Regions from separate parts of the Mus musculus genome. Here region 1 is linked to region 2. Evidence: chromatin contacts called from public Hi-C data. All regions are on one chromosome and are shown on one strand. The core of a region is the stretch at or near the end of the contact, and the rest is flanking DNA. Distances in the headings are between cores, read along the strand shown.

The links. Hi-C and Micro-C count contacts between places; a contact is called where the count stands out from the background.
Region 1: a contact with region 2 is called in a Hi-C map of liver, with 2.1 times the contacts expected there. The contact joins two enhancer-like sites. A contact is called at or near these places in 2 of 15 datasets of contacts at CTCF or cohesin (embryonic stem cells and stem cell-derived epiblast-like cells), 6 of 484 Hi-C or Micro-C datasets (the G1E-ER4 cell line, embryonic fibroblasts, embryonic stem cells and 3 more), 18 of 115 datasets of contacts at active chromatin or transcription factors (craniofacial prominence, embryonic basal ganglia, embryonic hindbrain and 8 more) and 2 of 9 other capture datasets (adipose tissue and pancreatic islet).

Annotation. Positions count from the first base shown.
Region 1 is chr15:77,341,596-77,346,104 of GRCm38.p6, reverse strand. No RefSeq gene overlaps it. Among named protein-coding and RNA genes, the nearest start is that of Gm41352, 30 kb to the right of the region's middle. Within about 2 kb of position 1,789, at least 123 of the 459 cell types and tissues checked have an H3K27ac peak or open chromatin away from gene starts, as enhancers often do. A contact at or near this core is called in liver, where this site is marked.
Region 2 is chr15:77,122,743-77,127,403 of GRCm38.p6, reverse strand. The region is part of intron 3 of Rbfox2 (RNA binding protein, fox-1 homolog (C. elegans) 2); the gene reads left to right. Among named protein-coding and RNA genes, the nearest start is that of 1700109K24Rik, 41 kb to the right of the region's middle. Within about 2 kb of position 2,778, at least 11 of the 459 cell types and tissues checked have an H3K27ac peak or open chromatin away from gene starts, as enhancers often do. A contact at or near this core is called in liver, where this site is marked.

The DNA of each region.
Region 1 (4,509 bases), core at 540-3,039, 220 kb before region 2:
CTGCCCTCGAGTTCTGAGAACTGCATCCGTGTCGTTTAAGCTGCTTGGGCTGTGGCACATTCTGAGCTGCCTGGGACAGTGGTGTCTAAACTCAAAGGCTGAGGAGAGGAGCTGATACTCTTTCACAACTGGGAGAGTCAAACCAAAGCTCAGGAGAGTCTGTGGAGCCCAAACTGGAGACCATAGGATGCTGCGGCAGGCTGAGCACCATCCTTGTGGATCATTTCCGACCAGGGGAAATCTAGAAAACACATACTCACACTCATACACACACACACACACACCCACACACACACACACACACACTCACACTCACTCATACATACACACACTCACACGCATTCATATACACATATACACACTCACTCTTACATACACTCACATTCATACACACACACACTCACTCATACATTCATACACTCACACACTCATACACACAAATACTCATACACACATTCTTACTCATAGATACACTCACTCAGACACACACTCACAATGATACACACTTACTCATATACACACTTATAAACATTCACACTCACACTCACTCATGCCCACATACACACATTTACACATACTCACATACATACATACACAGTCAAACTCACTCATTCACACATATACACACTCACACCTGCTCACACACTCATACACATACATTCACACTTACTCATACACGCATATACACATTCACACTCACACTCATTCATACACACTTACATACTCATGCACACACATACACAGACACACTCATTCACATACTCATACACACATACACACTCACACTCACTCATATACACACATACACACATTTACACTCACATTCACACATGTACACACACACACTCATACTTACCGTCTTTTTCTTTTCTATACTTGCATTCTTAACTGATCTCGAAGGGGTCAGCCAATAGCTGAGATAACAGGATTCAAACCCAGCCCAGAGCCTGAGTCTATCACTCAAACCCATCAATTTAACTAACTGATCTACTTGGGCAAAGCCAAGACATAAACAGGCAGCCAGAATTCAAGGCAAGCCACGGATGCTGTGCCTGCATCTGGGACGTGACATTCCCTGGGGCCGCTGGGATTTGAGCTGTTTTCAAAGGCAGCAAAATCTATAAGGTCAGAGCCCTGCAAACCTGAGAGGAACTCCCTGAGCCAGAGAGAGGATCAGGGTCCCAGAGCTCCAGTCAACTGTGCCTGCGACCTCAGTGAGGTCGCTTGGCCTCTCTGACCCTTGATGTCTTCATTGGAAAAATAGGGAAGATAATGTATTCCATGTGCCCTAGAGCCACACTGTCCTTAGTCTAACAGACAACTCACAAGCTGCCTGGGATCCTCCAGGCAGGATAGTAGAAGTACATGACCCAGCTTTGTGCATACTCTCACACACATGGAGAAGGCCGATCTTTGGGAGGGGGAGCCTTAGTTTTCCTGCCCTCGGGGCAACACAAGCCTTTTGAAAGGCCCACCCAACCTAGGGCTCAGGATGTGAGCACACTCGTAAAGGCTGGGGTCACACCCTGATCTCTAACCTTTGTCCTCAAACTTGAGCCCAGGGAAGACAGTGGCTCTACTCCATTTTGGTGACACTAGAGAAGGCCTGGGAACAACTATAAAACTGGACCAAGGAGGCTGGATTAGCTCCGTCCTCCAGCCCCTTTAGCCCCTCTCCCTTTCCGCGGGTGTCTCTGCCTTCTGTCAGGCCGGCCTCTTTTGGATCTGTTTCAGGAATGCTGGTAACTGGAGATTCTCCACCTTGATCCTGCCTCCCAAACACACTGAAAAAGAAACATGCCCGCTGCCACAATAGCACAGCCTAGGAGGAAGTTGCCGGCCATGGATAGAGCTGGAAGGGGAGGACCCCGAGAAAAAGGGCAGGCTCTTCCAGACCCAGCCTATATTCTCTGAGCCTGTCCGGCTTTCCTGCCTTTCCAAACCTTCCCGATCTTTCCTTTGGCTCTCAGGTACAGAGAGGGAAGTGTGGAGGGGGTATCCTCTGCTCCCGTAACCCTTTCCTCCCTCCCTCTGGGCCCTAAGGCTCCAGAAGCCTTTCCTTTATGCTGGTAACAGTGACAATTACGGTGGCGACTAGCCAGTGAGCAGCTGCCCCTTCCCACCATGTCCCATCCCCTGCCACCCTGAGATATCTTGACAGGCTCCCCATATCACAGAAAGCGAGCCAAGACCTAAGAAAGTCAAGTGATTTATTTGTTCAGGCACAAAGCCAGGACAGCTCAGAGCCCTTGGTTTCCTGAGCCCCAGACCTTTTTGCTGTGTCTCCACGCGACCTAGGGAGAACATCTGGCCACATTAGGGGCAAGAAAAAGCTATGGGGCTATCCATCAAGGGAGGGGCAAGTGTCATCCGCTCAGGAAACCCTGATAGAAGGCACTTCCTACACGGTCTCCGGGCAAGGGAAGCTGGGCAGGTCCGCTTCCTACAGGGTCAGAGGGGGCTCCAGGCAAGGGAAGCAGGGCAGGTCCGCTGGCAGAGCGCCCCCTGCTGGATTCTCCCCTGTGGTTCCAGCCTCACCCACCGCTTTTCTTTTGTGGGATCCTTGCCGCATACCCAGAAGAGGAACGATGTCAGCAGTTTGCAGTCCACTGTTTCCCCCCACCGCCTCTCTATGGTTCCAGTGTCAGCTTAGCTCTTACCATGCGCTCTGCAAGCCTTCCCATCCCCACCTTGACAGGCTGAAGCCCAAGAGATGAGGAGAGGCAGAGAGTATCATGGCCGTGGAATACTGAGAGGAAACCCGTTACCCCTGCAGCGTGGAACAGCAAAGCATCTCCATCTCCAGGCTCTTCTCGTGCGCCTTCCTTCATTTCTTCTCCTGTCCCTTATCCGCTCCAAATGTGGCCCCAACAGGAAAGGCAGACAACTGCATGAACAAGATTGACTGACTGGATTTGCCCCCATCAGGACAGGAAGTCCCTAGACAGACATACAATGGGTCTCTGTAGAGGAGGCAGACAATGGAAGTATTAATAGGAACACGTTTTGTCGCTACCGTTGACCGGCATCGCTGAAGCGCTGACTGGCATTTGCTGTCCCACTCAGTACCATAAGCTCAAGTTATAAACGCCCGGAGTCAAGGAGCGAAAGGGATTGAATGCCTGCCCTGATCTTGGCTGTGTGACCTTAAGCAAGTAACTTAACCTTTCTGAGTCTCAGACTTCACATCTATAAAATGAGGAGGGGAAAAAGAAAAAGATTCCCTTCCAGCCTTCCTCAAAATATCGCTGCTAGGACAAAGTAATATGTAAAATAGATGCAGACATCCACTGTAAACTCTGTGAGCATGGACATCACACATGCACTCTGTAAGCTCTATGGCCATATACCTCACATTACTTTCTACTTCATCTTCCAAAGTGTCTCCGCTGCCCCCAGCTAATTCCCGTCCTGCGTCTCCAGTTCTGATCTCGGACTTTCTCCTCTGTGGTCTGAATTGCAGCACCAGGTGGGAGGAGGAGTGCAGAGGACTCAGGACAGGGTGTGGGGGGAGGGGAGACATGGACAGGACAGGGGAAGGGAGGTGGGGGCTTCTGAGGTCTTAGGCCTTGGTTTGCTGGCTCCGTTGCTTCTGCCTATGCAGAGCAGAGAACACCTCGGGAGGGTACAATGATGGACTTCCTGATGGTCAGTCAAGATGCTGAAAAACCCGAAAGAAAGTGGATGGGTGTAAGATACCCCTTGCTAGGGCACGTCCCCAGTGATTCCTTCCAACAACTAGACACAGCCTCTTAGTTACCGCCACTTTCCAATGACATCATCAGGGTTCCTGGGTTTAATGGTACCGATCAGGAGAAGAGTAGAGAGGACCATTGGGAAACCCACTTCGGTCAATAGGCCAAGGGTGGGACAGGGGAGGGATGGCAAGAGAAACTGTGGGAGTCCAGCAGGGGGCACTCTGCCTGCGGGCAACTCTCAAAAGGGGGTAGAGTCATAGATAGAGGCGTGGTTTCTCAACCAGTGAGTCCCAACCTCCTTGGGGTCCAAGGACACTTTCACAGAGGTCCCATCTCAGACATCCTGCATATAAGATATTTATGGCAGTAAATAATTTACAACTGTAAATGTTTTTGGGTTTTTTTGGTGTGTTGTTTGGTTGGTTGGTTGTTTTTTCGAGACAGGGTTTCTCTGTATAGCCCTGGCTGTCCTGGAACTCATTCTGTAGACCAGGCTGGCCTTGAACTCAGAAATCCGCCTGCCTCTGCCTCCCAAGTGCTGGGATTAAAGGCGTGCACCACGACTGCCCGACCATAACAGTAAATGTTATGATTTATAGCAGTAGCAAAATTACAGTTATGAAGTAGCAAGGAAATAATTTTATGGTTGGAGGTCACCATAACACGAGGAACTGTATTTATTAGGAAGGCTGGGAACCCCTGGCGTAGCGTAACTTACTTGGGGCAGAAGATGGTTTAGCTCACCACACTATCGCGTTCTGAGAAGAGGGGGACTTGATTGTTTTAAAGCGTGGTGGATATTTGACTGTGT
Region 2 (4,661 bases), core at 1,529-4,028:
GCAACAAGATGCAGATGTTCTCAGGAGGGAGAAGCTGGGTTCCTGGTAAAGATTCTAATTGATCTGGGCCTTGTATTTATATCAGCAGTAGAGTTTCAGGCCTGAGTAAATGGTAGTATGAAGGATTAAGAAATCGGTTCTTGGTTCAGTGTTGAAGAGAAGAAATCAAAATGTCTAGACCAAAGCATGGATTCCCATTTGGACAAAGTTCAGGGTTTTGATGAAGGCCTGTAGGAGAAAAATCCTTTGAGCACAAGTTGGTAAGAGCTTTTGGACACTGCGATAAGACTGGGGGAGAGGGGACTTGGAGGTTTTGAGGAAGGATATGAAATGAGTAGAATGTGATCTTACAGCCTAGGCAGCAGGAGTACAGGAGCTGGAGTGAGAGTGGCCACAGCTATAGTGAGTCCTGTGTGGTTTGCACTAGAGGTCATGGTGGCTGTGTAGAGAAAAATGAGTTCAAGAGTGCAGAATTGGACCAGTAAAGTAAGTAGGCAGGTAGCTAGCCATGTATTGGTCAAAGAGTGTCTTTAGTAAATCACATTATCTCTGGGTTTCACTTTCCTTCTCTGTGAAATGAAGCTAGTGCAGCCACCTGACCTGGAGTACATCGAGCATAAACTAGAAATTCATGAACACTTCAGGTCTTCTCATTTATGGGCGGTGCCACAAATTAACCCAGGACGTTGCATTTGATAGCTAGGCAAATGCTTACCTCTGAGTTACATCCCCAGCCTGGGATTTTTGAGGCAAGGCTGACTTTGTAGCCCAGATAGGCCTTAAACTAAAGATTCTTCTACCTCAGCCTCTGCGTCCTGGTATTGAGGTGTACTACCATGCCTGGCTGGTGTTTATGCTGCTTATTGCTATGAGCTGTGCTGTTGAGTCCAGCTCTTGCTTGGGTTGGGTTGGATAGTCCTGTCATGTTGAAAAGAAAGGACTTCTCATTTAAAGATAAGAACTGAGCACTGAGTTCTAGAGTGTTTGTTTTTTAAATGAATTTTAGAAATTTGGTCTGCCTTTAAGAGTTTTAAGTTTGTTTTGATGGTCATTGGTCTCTTGTTATGCACTGGCAAAAGCACCAGCCAGTTAGGGGCTGCCTCCTGGCCTACAGAGAAGACAGGAATCCAGTTATTACATTGCAAATATTTCTAAAGGACAGCAAGCTTAAGTAGCCAAAGCATTTGAAGTAGTCAGGTTTTAAAATTCTACCTACTGAATTATATTTTTCTCAAAAGCCTAATGTCTACCCTTTTTCAAAACAAAACACTTTTAATGAGAGAGACCTCAACGGTATAATTAGCTTCTGTGACTGATTGGTAGTAAGATTTAGAAATACACTATTGGGGTTGGAGAGTTGGCTCAGCAGCTAAGAGTATTTGTTGCTCTTGCAGAGGACTCAGGTTCAATTTCTAGTATGTACTTGGTGATTCACAACCACCATAACTTAAGTTCTAGTTCCATCTCATCTGACCTCTGTGAACATGAGACACATATAGAGTAAGAGACAGGTCCTGTATCCCCTATACCTGATATTTAAAGATGGATGGATGGTTAGATAGATGGATGGATGGATAACAAGCCTGCAGTGGGTTGGAGGAGAATGCAGGATGGGGCATTTGTGTGTGGTCACAGATCACTGGCAGTTCCCAAGACTTTGTTAGAGGGACCGCTGGGTTAAACAGTTTCCATGCGTTTACAATGTAACACCTGCCATTTCACTGCCTTTGTTGGCTTTTGCCATCAGTCCAAAAGCGATAGTCGGTCAAATTACCAGTGCCTAGCAGGAATCCAAACAGTGATAGTAAACCATGCTGGTGGCAGTATGTCACACATGCACAGAACAAAAGAAAACCCAAGAAGGTCCTTGGTGAAACAGTGGGTAACTGGTCCTTTTCATATTCCCTGTAGGAGAATGAAAGGTGCTCATACCATCTATTTTCTATTCAAAATGCTTTCCTTGCCACCAGCAAGAGCATTGTGATGGAACTACAGACTGAACTCACTGCTGTCTTTCCATACAAGAACCACTGGTGGGCAGACTCATTCTCACTTGAATATGTGGTAGACATTCTCTTGAGAATGACTAGACTTGTCTTTTTAAGGAGGAAATTGATCAAAGCTGCTATGAGCAACATTTAAACTTCCCCACAAATATCAGAAAATGTTATGCCCCCAATGAGCTTTATAGATCTTAAGTATACTCAGAAACAGTATGGCAACACCCTAGTCAGTGATGGGCCAGATGGAGGGCCGTGGTCCTGTAATATTATCTCAGGGCTGGGTGTGTCAGGGGCAGGCAGGTCTCTGTGTCTGAAGCAAGCCTGATCTATGTAGCAAGTTCCAGACCAGCCAGGGTTATAGAATGAGACCCTGTCTTTAAGAAGAAAAAGAGTATTATAGTGGAATCAGAAAATTTCTCTAATCCAGTGACATAGGTGCCACAGAGTCCTGCTGGAAGATCAGGTTCTCAACCTGTGGGTCACGTCCCCTCCAGGGGTCCAATGACCAACTCTTTCACAGTGATTACCTAAGACCATCTACATATCATATTTACATTATGATTTATAACAGTAGCAAAATTACAGTGATGAAGCAGCAATGAAAATAATTTTATGGTTGGGGGCCACCACAACATGAGGAACTGTATATATTAAAGGGTCGCAGCATTAGGAAGGTTGAACCATTGCTCTAAAGCCTAAGTATACAGTGGGCTGTTGTATCTAGCTTTGATGTTTGCACAGCAATGAGATTGCCCCACACTCTGTGTGCCTGTCATTAGGGATCTCTGGCTGTACTTTGAAGAGTTTCCCAATGGGATCAGTACAGATATTAGCAAATAAGGTGATGGGCGGTTCGGTGAAATGCAGTGAAATGTCCAATGTCACTAATATTTAACTAAGTGTTGCACAAGCCTTTAGTCCTGGCACTCAGGAGGCAGGGAGTTCCTGTATAGTCAGGGCTACACAGAAAAACCCTATCTTGAAAAACCTAGAAAGATAGAAGTAAACCAATAGTTTTCACCATTTACAAATATTGAATGTTATAAAATCACGCATGAATGAAAGATGCACACAAGTTACTTGGTTGTCTAGTCAACAGTAGCTTAAGAAATAGCCTGAGAAGTTTATTGGCCTGGTTTGACATTGCCATCAGCCTTCTAGAGACTGCTATTGAGCATGCTAGCTCAGTGGTCGAATGTTTGCCTCCTTAGTGCATGTGAGATAGGCCCCAGAGTCCATCACCAGCGAGAAGCCACCACTTGTCAAATGTGGGTATGTTATCGAAGATAATAACCCACAGTTTTCCAAGAGGACTGTTCTCAGCAGTCTATGGGTCAGAACAACGTATCAAACAGAACAAATGCTCATGTTGTGGAGATCACTAATATTTAACTAAGTGTTATTTTGGAAAATAGTTAACTTTTCATAAAAATGAAAACAGTAGGCTTGTGACTGCTATGTAAATTTCTGTTTTAAAATATTTCTCACAATGGTAAATACTAATAGGTATAAATCCACAGGATATACTTTGTAACGTAAAGTTGAAAGGGATCGGGCTTGTAGTGCAATCCTTATAATCCCAGCCCTTAAGACACAGGTGCAGGAAAATCAAGTTGGAGACCAGCCTGAATAGCACAGCTAAACCCGGTCATTAAAAAATAGAGAGTAGAAGTAAGATTGTACATCGAAGCCTTTCTGTTGATGATAAACTTGGTACATGCTTAAAGTTACAGCATGATGTTCTGAGTGCAGTGTATTTGGTGTGAACAAGGCTCTTCTGAAACAACCATGCTCAGTGTGAGCTTGGTAGAGACTCAGCTGTAGTGGGCCTAGATGTAAGGCCCAGTAGCATGTCACTGTAAAGTTGGAGTTTGATTTTCTGATGAATAAGAGTGTGGCACAGAGTTGCTGGTGAGTTAAAGGTAGAACACTGAGGAAATAGCATTTCTTCATACATTAGCCAAGTCTACTGTGGGCAGGTCTCAGCACACACTCTAGTGACAGGAGCTCAACCTCCCTCCATCCTCATAGGGCCTTTGCTTTGCTGTGTCCCATCTCTCTGGAATCAAAGCCACTTTCTCATGGTTGACTTACTAACACTTAGACTTGCCTTTATCTAATGATAACTCTGAATGGTGCCTTGCAGGTCGTTGGCCTGCTATCAGTACAACCAACGTGTGGCACTTACCAGCCAGCTGGGCTGCTTCAGTTCTTTGATGTTTTATGTCGCTGGGTCCTCTTACCTTCAGCCTGCATCATAGCTGTCATTAGCATGCTCCTGGTCTGTCATTAGAGACTTTCACTTCTCAGGCACCCATGAGTCTTGTCTTCCTCAAAACCTAAAAAGTAGGTAGAATACATTAAGTTTACATAAAATACCCACATCCTTTGTCAGTGTACTCATAACAAGAATGTTTTGTATCTTTCACCTTCTGAGTTTCGATGCCTCTGAGTAGTTTGGCTGTCTCAGTGTGGGCAAGTAGGTTATTCATTTCCTAGTTTGAAAATCAAGAGTTGCCACAGAATGCTACACTCAGACAATAGGAAAAAAAAAATGTCTTTAGACCATGTAGGAGCCAAGATACTATTGTGGCACATAGTTATGGAATTGTCTCCATACCTGCTGCTCTGCTGGGCACACCATAACTTCCTCACTTG